3 separate regions of the Mus musculus genome follow, and regions 1 and 2 are each linked to region 3. A link is a contact called in public Hi-C and promoter capture Hi-C data. All regions are on one chromosome and are shown on one strand. The core of a region is the stretch at or near the end of the contact, and the rest is flanking DNA. Distances in the headings are between cores, read along the strand shown. Region 1 has its middle 19 kb from the start of Cdon. Region 2 holds the start of Pus3 (pseudouridine synthase 3). Region 3 holds the start of Dcps (decapping enzyme, scavenger).

Region 1 (2,892 bases), core at 200-2,699, 260 kb after region 3:
TAGCTGGAACCGAAGGACTTATCAGTCAGTACCCATGTTCCCGTCTTGATGGCGATGAGGAGGGCAGGACAGGAGCCCCAGGAACCCACACTCGTAAAACGGGTTCCTCTTCATGGATTGACAGACAGACCATATGTAGCTGGCAACTTGACGGCATTTGGTGCATGTGGCAGGGTGTGGAGAAGGGAAGGCTGGGCGCAGGGATGGAGATGATTTCCAGTTGTTGGTATCCTAGCATCTGAACGTTAGCTCCAGTCGACCTAGGGACTAGAAAACCCCAAGAAGAAACGTTTAGGTTCTTAATAACTTCTAAAAACTTGGCTGGCACCCCACTGAAGACTCACTACTGTGCGGAGGCCATGACTTACCTCACAGTTACAGCCTACTGAGCGACTGCCATTTTATTATTTTATTATCACAGTGTTTATTAGGTGGGCATGTGAGTGGTGCATGTCTGTTTCTGTGTCTGTGTGCGCAGTTATGTAGGAGCCGTGTCTGCGGCATGCCATGAGGCAGAGGGCAACTATTATCTCCTACCTTGTGGGATCTAGGATTGAACTCAGGTCTTCAGGCCTGTGTACAAACACCTCTACTGACCGAACCATTGGCCAGTTATTTTTGGGACAGGATCTTGTTGTATGAGCAGGCTAGCCTTTGACTTGGGGCAGTTCCCCCACCTTCTCCTGAGTGGTGGGATTCCTGGGGGCTCTAAGATTCCATTTTAAAGGAGATGTTCTAGTTTTCCTTAAAGCCTTAGATGCTCTTGAAGAAGGAAGTGCACACTGTTTTGAGAAGCACACAGTTTTGCTGAGATGGTGTGGGTAGATTAAGTGTCTTCCTAACTCAATTCTACACATGTGCATCTCTGAAACATATTTTCCAGCTACATTCTGATTGGATTTTCTCTCATTTCTAAACCAGTGTAGTTTTATTTATAGTTATTGAAAAATATTTAAAAGACAACACAAAATACTCATGGAAGCAAATACAAAATGTAGAGCAGAGACTGAAGGGAAGGCCATCCAGAGACTGCCCCACCTGGGGATCCATCCCATATACAGTCACCAAACCCAGACACTATTGTGGATGCCAAGAAGTGCTTGTTGACAGGAGCCTGATATAGCTGTCTCCTGAGAGGCTCTGCCAGAGCCTGACAAATACAGAGGCAGATGCTCCCAGCCAACCATTGGACTGAGCGCAGGGTCCCCAGTGGAGGTGTTAGAGCCAGCTGAAGGGGTTTGCAGCCCCTTAGGAGGAACAACAATATGAACCAACCAGACCCCTCCCTCGCCCCCCAGAACTCCCAGGGACTAAACTGCCAACTGAGAAATACACATGGCTCCAGCTGCATATGTAACAGAGGATGGCCTTGTCAGGCATTATTGGGAGGAGAGATGGCCCTTGGTCCTGTGAAGATTTGATGCCCCAGTGTAGGGGAATGCCGGGGCAGGGAGGTGGGAGTAGGTGGGTGGGGGAATACCCTCATTGAAGCAGGGGTATGGGGGATGGAATAGGGTGTTTCCTGGAGTGGGGGGACCAGGAAAGGGGATGACATTTGAAATGCAAATAAAGAAACTATCAAGAAAAAAAAAAGACAACACAAATCCCTTTTGAGGCTATAACAAAAATAAAACAGATCCATTTTCTCCCCAGTCCTGGTTCTAAGCTCTAGTTACCATATTTTAAATTATTTTGTATTTTAGTTGGATTTTGCCCAGAAAATAAATTTTATTAATCTTGCTCTGACTATCATTATCTATGGGTCTTTCATATAAATTTCATCATGTATTTGAGTTAAATTCTTTTTTTTTTTTCTGGATTTCCTGGCTAGCTAAAGTTAATTTTGAGTCATTGTAACCCTGGTTGTTAGCCACGGTTTCCTATTAAGCTAGCAAACACAATTGTCATGATTTGTTATTTCTTTTGTGTTTGAGGATGTATTTTAAAAAGAACTATTGTCATAGTGGTTAGGTCTTAGAATAATTTCCCATTTGTTGCTATGACAGCGGCCACAGTGGGGTTTTAAATTATACAGTGCAGCTTGCAGAGGTTTGCTATCAAGCCTTTGTGGCATCAAATAAATTTTAGCTCAGGGATTTGACTATGTGTATATTACTTATGTTAATAGGAATATTTTAGTTAACCCCCAAAGTGGGCTTCTTAAATGTGAACTTACCTCCCATGCCCTTGGAAATGATCATAAAGATTATTTGAAGGAGCCTCTCAGTGTGTTACTTCTTAATTTGAGATTTTTCTTCTCAATATAGTAGATTACTAGGGGAAAGATAAGGAAGTGGTTAGCCCCATAAGCAGAAACTAACATTTGGTTAATTTCTTGTTTTCTTAGCTAGCTGTACACACACACACACACACACACACACACACACAGAGTTGAGAGAGCATATTTCACTAGTTGGAATTATAGATTTTAGCAGGCATGGAACCAAAACAAGAAGGTCACACATACTAAAATTCTATAGCTCTTCAGCAACCCAGAGTGAGAAACTGTTCTGAGCAGTTCTTGTACAAATACGGTTCTTTTTTTTTTCTTTATGTTGAAATGTGAGGGTTTTGGGGGCTGGGGGTGGGAGTGGACTTTAACATTTAGTAGGCAAACAAGATCCCCACTTGCTTATAAAAGTTCTTTCTAACTCACTGAAAACTACTAGCATCTTTTGTGTCTCAGGTCACCTAGAGTGAACGCAGCCTGTGCACTCGGGGAATCTGACAATACATAAGACTGGGACAAAGGAGTGAAGCATTGCTTTTGCAGAGCAAGGCTCTTGTCTGTTGGGGTGCCCTGCAGACTCCTAAGAATGGTGCCTCCAGGAGATAGGGAAGGAGAGGTACTGACCTAGTCTGGTCATTGCACGCACAGACAGGCCCAAGAGG
Region 2 (2,867 bases), core at 206-2,705, 380 kb after region 3:
TTGTGCAAACCCTTGACCACGTGCAGACCGACATCTAATTGCAATATCTTCCTAGCCAAACCGAAAATTCTTAATCTACACCTTGCAGTTTTCATTTCAACGTAGTCTAAAGGAATGCACCCCCCTCCTAATTCAGTACTCCCCCCCCATAGTATTCATTCAAAAAGAAAACAAAGATAGTGCTTTCCCAAGGAAATTAATCCTTTTAGCACAGTCAAAGCGATGGTAAACCAAGCAGCAGAGCTAATAGGTACATTCAGTCGAGCTTGTCTCCTACCTACATCGTCTTCATCATCATCATCATCTTCCGTGTTAAGAGAGCCGTCTATGAGGGTAAAAGGGAAAATAAGAAGCATAAAGAAAAATGTTGAGTGGAAACATACAATGCATTCTCAGAACGTCTCACAGACGCTACAGTGTATGCAAACAGAGCCATCTCCTGCAAGAGTAAAGCGATGTGCCTGAGGAGGTGGAGGATTTTCAGTGGAGAGGAAGGAAGCCAAAGCTATTTCATGGCAGATACATGGGGAAAGCAAAGGTGTTAATTAAGCCAGTCTTGCTTTAGCCTAACAACACTCACCTATGTTTGGGACTGTGGTACTCCTAATACCACGAAGGTTCTTCCTGGGATGGACGAGATTTGAAAACTATTGAAAGGCACAAAATTCAACCAAGGTTAGGAAGCAGGACATCAAGCAAGAAGCATGGCGCTATCCTACAGCAAGGGGAGGGAAGACCACCTCAAACTGCTTCCTTTGCAATGTTAAGGGTTAATGATTTCATTATAAGAATCTGTGTAATTGTATGAATTCTCATATAATAGAATGGGGGCTTCCATAGTCTCTCTTTATAAGGGCTCTTAGTTTGAATATGGGCAGCATCTGGGTGATGGGTGGTTTACAACTACAAGGGGAAGGTGGCTATGAAGATGAGAAGCCTGCTAAATGGTCAAAACCAGGATAGGAGAAAACTCAGTACAGATAGGACTAGCAGCTGCGCACTCTCTCTGTATTTCCTGAGGGGGTCTCTGCCCTTTCAAATCAAAGGTCGGTCCTTTCTGGGAGTCTCCTTTTCTGTGGCCTTTCCAGCCCAGCCCCCCATCACTTGACACCCCCCATCACTTGACACCCCGCTCTAAACGCCGGCCGGGCGCTCCCCTTCCCAGGGGACTTCCCTCGGGAGTCCCTGTTCTAGCCCCCGCCCCTGGGCCCTCCCCTGCTCAGCGGCAGTTACGTGGCTGTTCAGCCGCTCGCTCTCCGCCGCCCCGGCGTCGCCTCCCCAAAGTAACGACGCCATAGCTGCGGTCTCCGCTCTCGCCCCTGGCACGTGCTGCCACCCCCGCGCGGGGCAGCGCCGGCTCGGCTCAGTGGCCAATGGTCAGGCTCCGGGACCGGCGTCCGCCTCGCGACCACCCGTGGCGCGGCGCAGTGCGCAGGCGCGGGCCCGGCGCGGGGCGGGCGGAGGGAGAGAGGTGCGGGGCGCAGCTGTGCGGGACACCCGCGAGCTTTCCGTTTGACCAGCCGGCCATCCGCACAGCAGAGAGAAAGTGGGCACGGAGGCGGTACACACACCGCGCTGCAGGCTCTCGTGCGGGTATCTCTCCCGACAGCCCCGCTTGGGCATCACCAGGTGTGAGGTTGCACAGTGGAGGGAGAGATGGGCTTGACCAGAGGTTCAGAAGGAAAACAGAACTCAAGTGCGGACATGTGTCCAGGATACCTGTGATGTGCCCACATACACGCATATTTTAATTTTTATTCTAAGGAGGGGTCTCCTTTTAAAGCAATCTGGACCACCACTATCTATATCTATGACATGTATTGCACAGCTCTGGGGTAGCTCTTTGGTCCAACCTTATGCTAAGTTTGGACCAAAGAACCAGGATTTTCAGTTTTCTGACTGGAATTTTAAGACTTGGGGCAACATTTCTATAATTGTCAAAAGCAGAAACTCAAAACTGGAGCCATGATCTCTCCGTGGTGCTGAAGCAGAATTCCTTGGCCCTGTTCTGTCGCAATCTTTCAGTGTTTTCAGGTCAAAGCATTTCCCTTTAACCCTTACATTTACATTCTAGTAGTAAATGTTTCGACTCTCAAGGTTAAATTTCTGTTAATTAAACGATGTTGGGACAGGATCTTCAATCTCTTAGTTTTCATATAGGATAGCCAGCATTTGAAAATCTTTTTTTCTCATTTTAGACCAGACTATATTTCTCGTATTGGCTTGCGGTAAAGAGGAAGCTGCATCAGAAACCTGCGCATGCGGTGGGCTTCGGCTAAAAGCCCACACCGTGCCTTCCGAACTACATTTCCCAGAACCGTCGGCGCACGCTTGGTGAAGCCGCGCATGCTTACTGAAGACGGAAAGCCATAGCTTCCGGCTAGCCGCATGGCCGCCTACTGAGGACCGGAAGGTGAGTTAAACTCTGAGTTGGGCATCTTTGAGTTCTAGAGAGGAATGAACAGATGGAGGCTGAACTGCTACCTTCTGCCCTGGTATTTAAGTGTTTAAGAAGGCCTTGGTGTATGAAATGGGACTTAGGACAACGCATATCGTGTCGTGCCTGGAACTTCTAGCAGCTAGGAAATCCCATCGGCGGGGCTTAGAGTCTGTAACTAGTTTAGAGGGCCTCTACTACATCAAAATTGCTCAAATATGAACAGTGGAAGCCCATTAATTATGCTATGGAAGGAAGGGGTGGCGGGAAACTTTGGGTTTTGTTTTACACAATTCTTTTCAGAGTTGATTAATGGTCGTAGCGCGTCTCAAACCCTTTATTACAAAGGAAATGTGTACCCTCGCCATATACATTTAAACATTTAAAGAAGTTTCGTACATTTAGGGCGTGCTATTTTAGGGTGAAAGCT
Region 3 (2,700 bases), core at 186-2,685:
ACCTCTGTTTGAGTCCCCAGAACCCATGTACAGGAAGAAGGAGAGAACCCTCTCCACAAAGTTGTTCCCGGACCTTCACATGTATGCCATGGTGTGCTCCCCCCCCGCCCCGCCCCCGCTGTAGTAAAAAATAAAGTGCTGTTTGAGTTGCTGAGTTTCATTTTTAAAAGTTGTTAAATGAATATGGCTTGGGATTAGGACTGTATCTCCAACAGTTTCTGAAATGGTACTTGTCAAGCTCAAAAGGAGACAAACAGCTAACCATAGTAGTCGCAATTCTGCCACTCTGTACTACATATTAATACAAAGTAGCATTCTCAGCACTATTATCAAATGAAAATATTGATCAACTCTGAAAAAGGCTCAAAATGCTCTATATCCTGCTGCATTGGTCAGCCAAGAGCTCATTCTTTATAAGCAGGCACATCCATGTCATTTGTAAGCATGCAAATTTGTTTACATCTTTAATGAAAATATGTAAGTATACCAAAGATATATATATATATGTGTGTGTGTGTTATATATTATATATGCCTATATACCCAGGGTTGTATAAAACTTTCTCAGCAGAATGAAGTCACACGTGGAAGTTTCAAGCAGCCCATTCTAGAGAAACCTCCGTATCTGCCTTGACTAGTTGCCTCAGTAGTTTGTGATGGTCTCCAACTCTCCTCCGTTCCTGCTAGACAGCTAAGCACAATGTATGCAGAACCAGCTAACTCCTTAGTAGTTTGCAGTCCAGGAGACCCAGAACAGGGACAGTGGTCTCCACATGCCATGCACACGCCTGGATCCCCCTCATACATGAGAGCACACAGCATGTGGAAAGGGTTAACAACTTAGGCTGAAGTCACATAAAGCAGGGACCACATCTCAATAGTTATCTCGTCATTTCCAGAGACAAGATGCAGAACAAACACTTGCTGAGTTCCTGGCGTCTTCATACGTAAAATAAACGATGATGAATGGCTTGGGGAGTTTAACACGTGATTTTAAAACTGGCATCTATTTCTAGGGAAGGAGAAATTGGGGCAATTAGACCTAGATGTGCGCATTCCTTTAATTACACAGCAATCTTGTCGCTACAGGTATCATGGTAGTGGCACACTCCACCTTCCCCGAATAACGTGACTGGTAGTTCCCAGAATGGAAACAAATCCGCTTCTGACACGAAGACTGGTTCCCTCCTTCCCGCGTCCCCCGGGTTATTTAATGGTACCTTCCCATGCAGGAAAATAATTTTGTCCCGCGCAGACTCCCTGAGCACTTTTTGTACTCTAAAGCCGGAGAACGGTAAGCGGACAGGGGCAGAGGTGCCATTGCCAACGCCTGCTTCCTTCTCCTCTGTGCTGGGGGTTTCTGCCTCCTCTGCCTCCTGTTCGCGCTTTCTCTTGAGTTGAGGCGCTGTATCCGCCATGCTGCCTGGGAAGAACCGTACCCGCCTGCACGAAGAAGCCTCCGCCCACGCCCCTTGCGGTCCTTCCTCACAGTCTGTGAGGGACTGGACTTCAACTCCCGGCATGCTCCGCGCAGGCACGTCCGCTACTCCATTTCCCGGCATGCTTCGAGTTGTAGTCCGCTTCTGCAGTTTTTGCACCTGTTTGGGTGAGGGCCTTCCAATGACTTTTGCCTAGAAGGCGATGAGGAAGGGAAAGGAAACCAGCGAGGTCCTAACGAGGTGGAGTAGAGGTGTGTGACAATAAAGAGGCCCACCTTAGCCCAGCTCCTGGGATGGGAAACCGAAAACACTTTTGGGTGCTGTATGATGATGGATACAGAGTGTTAAATAATGACGTTTTACATTAAGGTCCCAACTCACGAGTGGGCGTGCAAGGAATGTTTTATTTTGTTTTAAATAAATCGACAAGGCATTTTGTTTCTTGGTTTTTGTTGTTTTGAGACAGGGTATCTGTATGGACTAGGCTGGATCCACTTGCCTCTGACTCCAGTGTAGAGATTAAAGGCGTACGCCACTACCTTCGGGGCTTGGTTGTTGTTTTTAAAAAGTGAGTACGTAAACTATTGTTCATTTTCTCCTACTTTCGTTATTTTACATCAATTGTTTTCCCTTTATGTGTAGACTTAGCCTTTTGGGTTTTTTATTTGTTTGTAGATAAGAAAAAGTAAGCTGACAAGACGGATTATACATGTCTTTCCATAACTTCCTAAATCCACTTTGCCTGTAGTTCTTCCCTATTACCCAGAGAAGTAGTTTGTATTCTTTTATTGTAAAGGAATAGTAATAAAACTCAGCGTTTTTAGATTTTGTAGGTGACTGGTGTGGCCATTCGTACAGGCTAGCCCTTTTCCCACTCCCTTTCAGTTGGCAACTCCAAATATTGTCAAGTGTAAGAACCCCAATGCTGGGCCTCCGCTCAAGTCCCGGGATGAGCTGGCCAACACCCCAACATCTCGAGAGAAAACCACACCTGATGCAAACTGCAAGAGGTTTTATTATCAGCTAGCTGAGGACAAAGTCCCTCCGCCTGCTGCCTGCCCTGCAGGGCAGGGGAGTTCGACCCTGAGCAGTGACAGTAGGGGGCTTTTAACAGGTAGCTGAGGAGTTGGGAGGAATTGGGAGGAGAGTTGGGAGGAGTTGGGAAGAGTTCTTCTCTTCCCGGTGTCCTTGGTGAAATTTACAAGGCAGGAGTGGGGAGTGAGTTCTTTCTGAATTTTTATCTCCGTGTCCTCAGCACAGGA

The links. A called contact is a pair of places that touch in the nucleus more often than the background predicts. Capture Hi-C pulls out chosen DNA fragments and counts their contacts.
Region 1: a Hi-C map of CD8 T cells shows a contact between it and region 3, with 6 times the contacts expected there. The contact joins the enhancer-like site here to the promoter of Dcps in region 3. A contact is called at or near these places in 6 of 39 promoter capture datasets (the C10 cell line, cranial neural crest, embryonic stem cells and 2 more), 12 of 484 Hi-C or Micro-C datasets (CD4 T cells, CD8 T cells, LSK cells and 6 more), 6 of 115 datasets of contacts at active chromatin or transcription factors (astrocytes, effector CD8 T cells, embryonic stem cells and 2 more) and 2 of 9 other capture datasets (adipose tissue and liver).
Region 2: a contact with region 3 is called in a promoter capture Hi-C map of liver. The contact joins the promoter of Pus3 here to the promoter of Dcps in region 3. A contact is called at or near these places in 13 of 39 promoter capture datasets (the C10 cell line, the HPC-7 cell line, cranial neural crest and 8 more), 7 of 484 Hi-C or Micro-C datasets (CD4 T cells, the G1E-ER4 cell line, embryonic stem cells and 2 more), 15 of 115 datasets of contacts at active chromatin or transcription factors (the 230-238 cell line, craniofacial prominence, effector CD8 T cells and 9 more) and 4 of 9 other capture datasets (adipose tissue, liver, macrophages and 1 more).

Annotation. Positions count from the first base shown.
Region 1 is chr9:35,431,697-35,434,588 of GRCm38.p6, forward strand. It overlaps a transcript of Cdon not described here. Among named protein-coding and RNA genes, the nearest start is that of Cdon, 19 kb to the right of the region's middle. Within about 2 kb of position 1,450, at least 11 of the 459 cell types and tissues checked have an H3K27ac peak or open chromatin away from gene starts, as enhancers often do. A contact at or near this core is called in CD8 T cells, where this site is marked.
Region 2 is chr9:35,557,105-35,559,971 of GRCm38.p6, forward strand. Pus3 (pseudouridine synthase 3) reads left to right here and starts at 1,456. Exons shown (of 5, transcript NM_023292.5): 1 at 1,456-1,629; 2 at 2,199-2,413. It overlaps Ddx25 (DEAD box helicase 25), which reads right to left and starts at 1,366. Exons shown (of 12, transcript NM_013932.4): 1 at 1,234-1,366; 2 at 581-647; 3 at 278-325. The coding sequence starts at 1,296.
Region 3 is chr9:35,174,552-35,177,251 of GRCm38.p6, forward strand. It overlaps Dcps (decapping enzyme, scavenger), which reads right to left and starts at 1,436. Exons shown (of 6, transcript NM_027030.2): 1 at 1,220-1,436. The coding sequence starts at 1,417.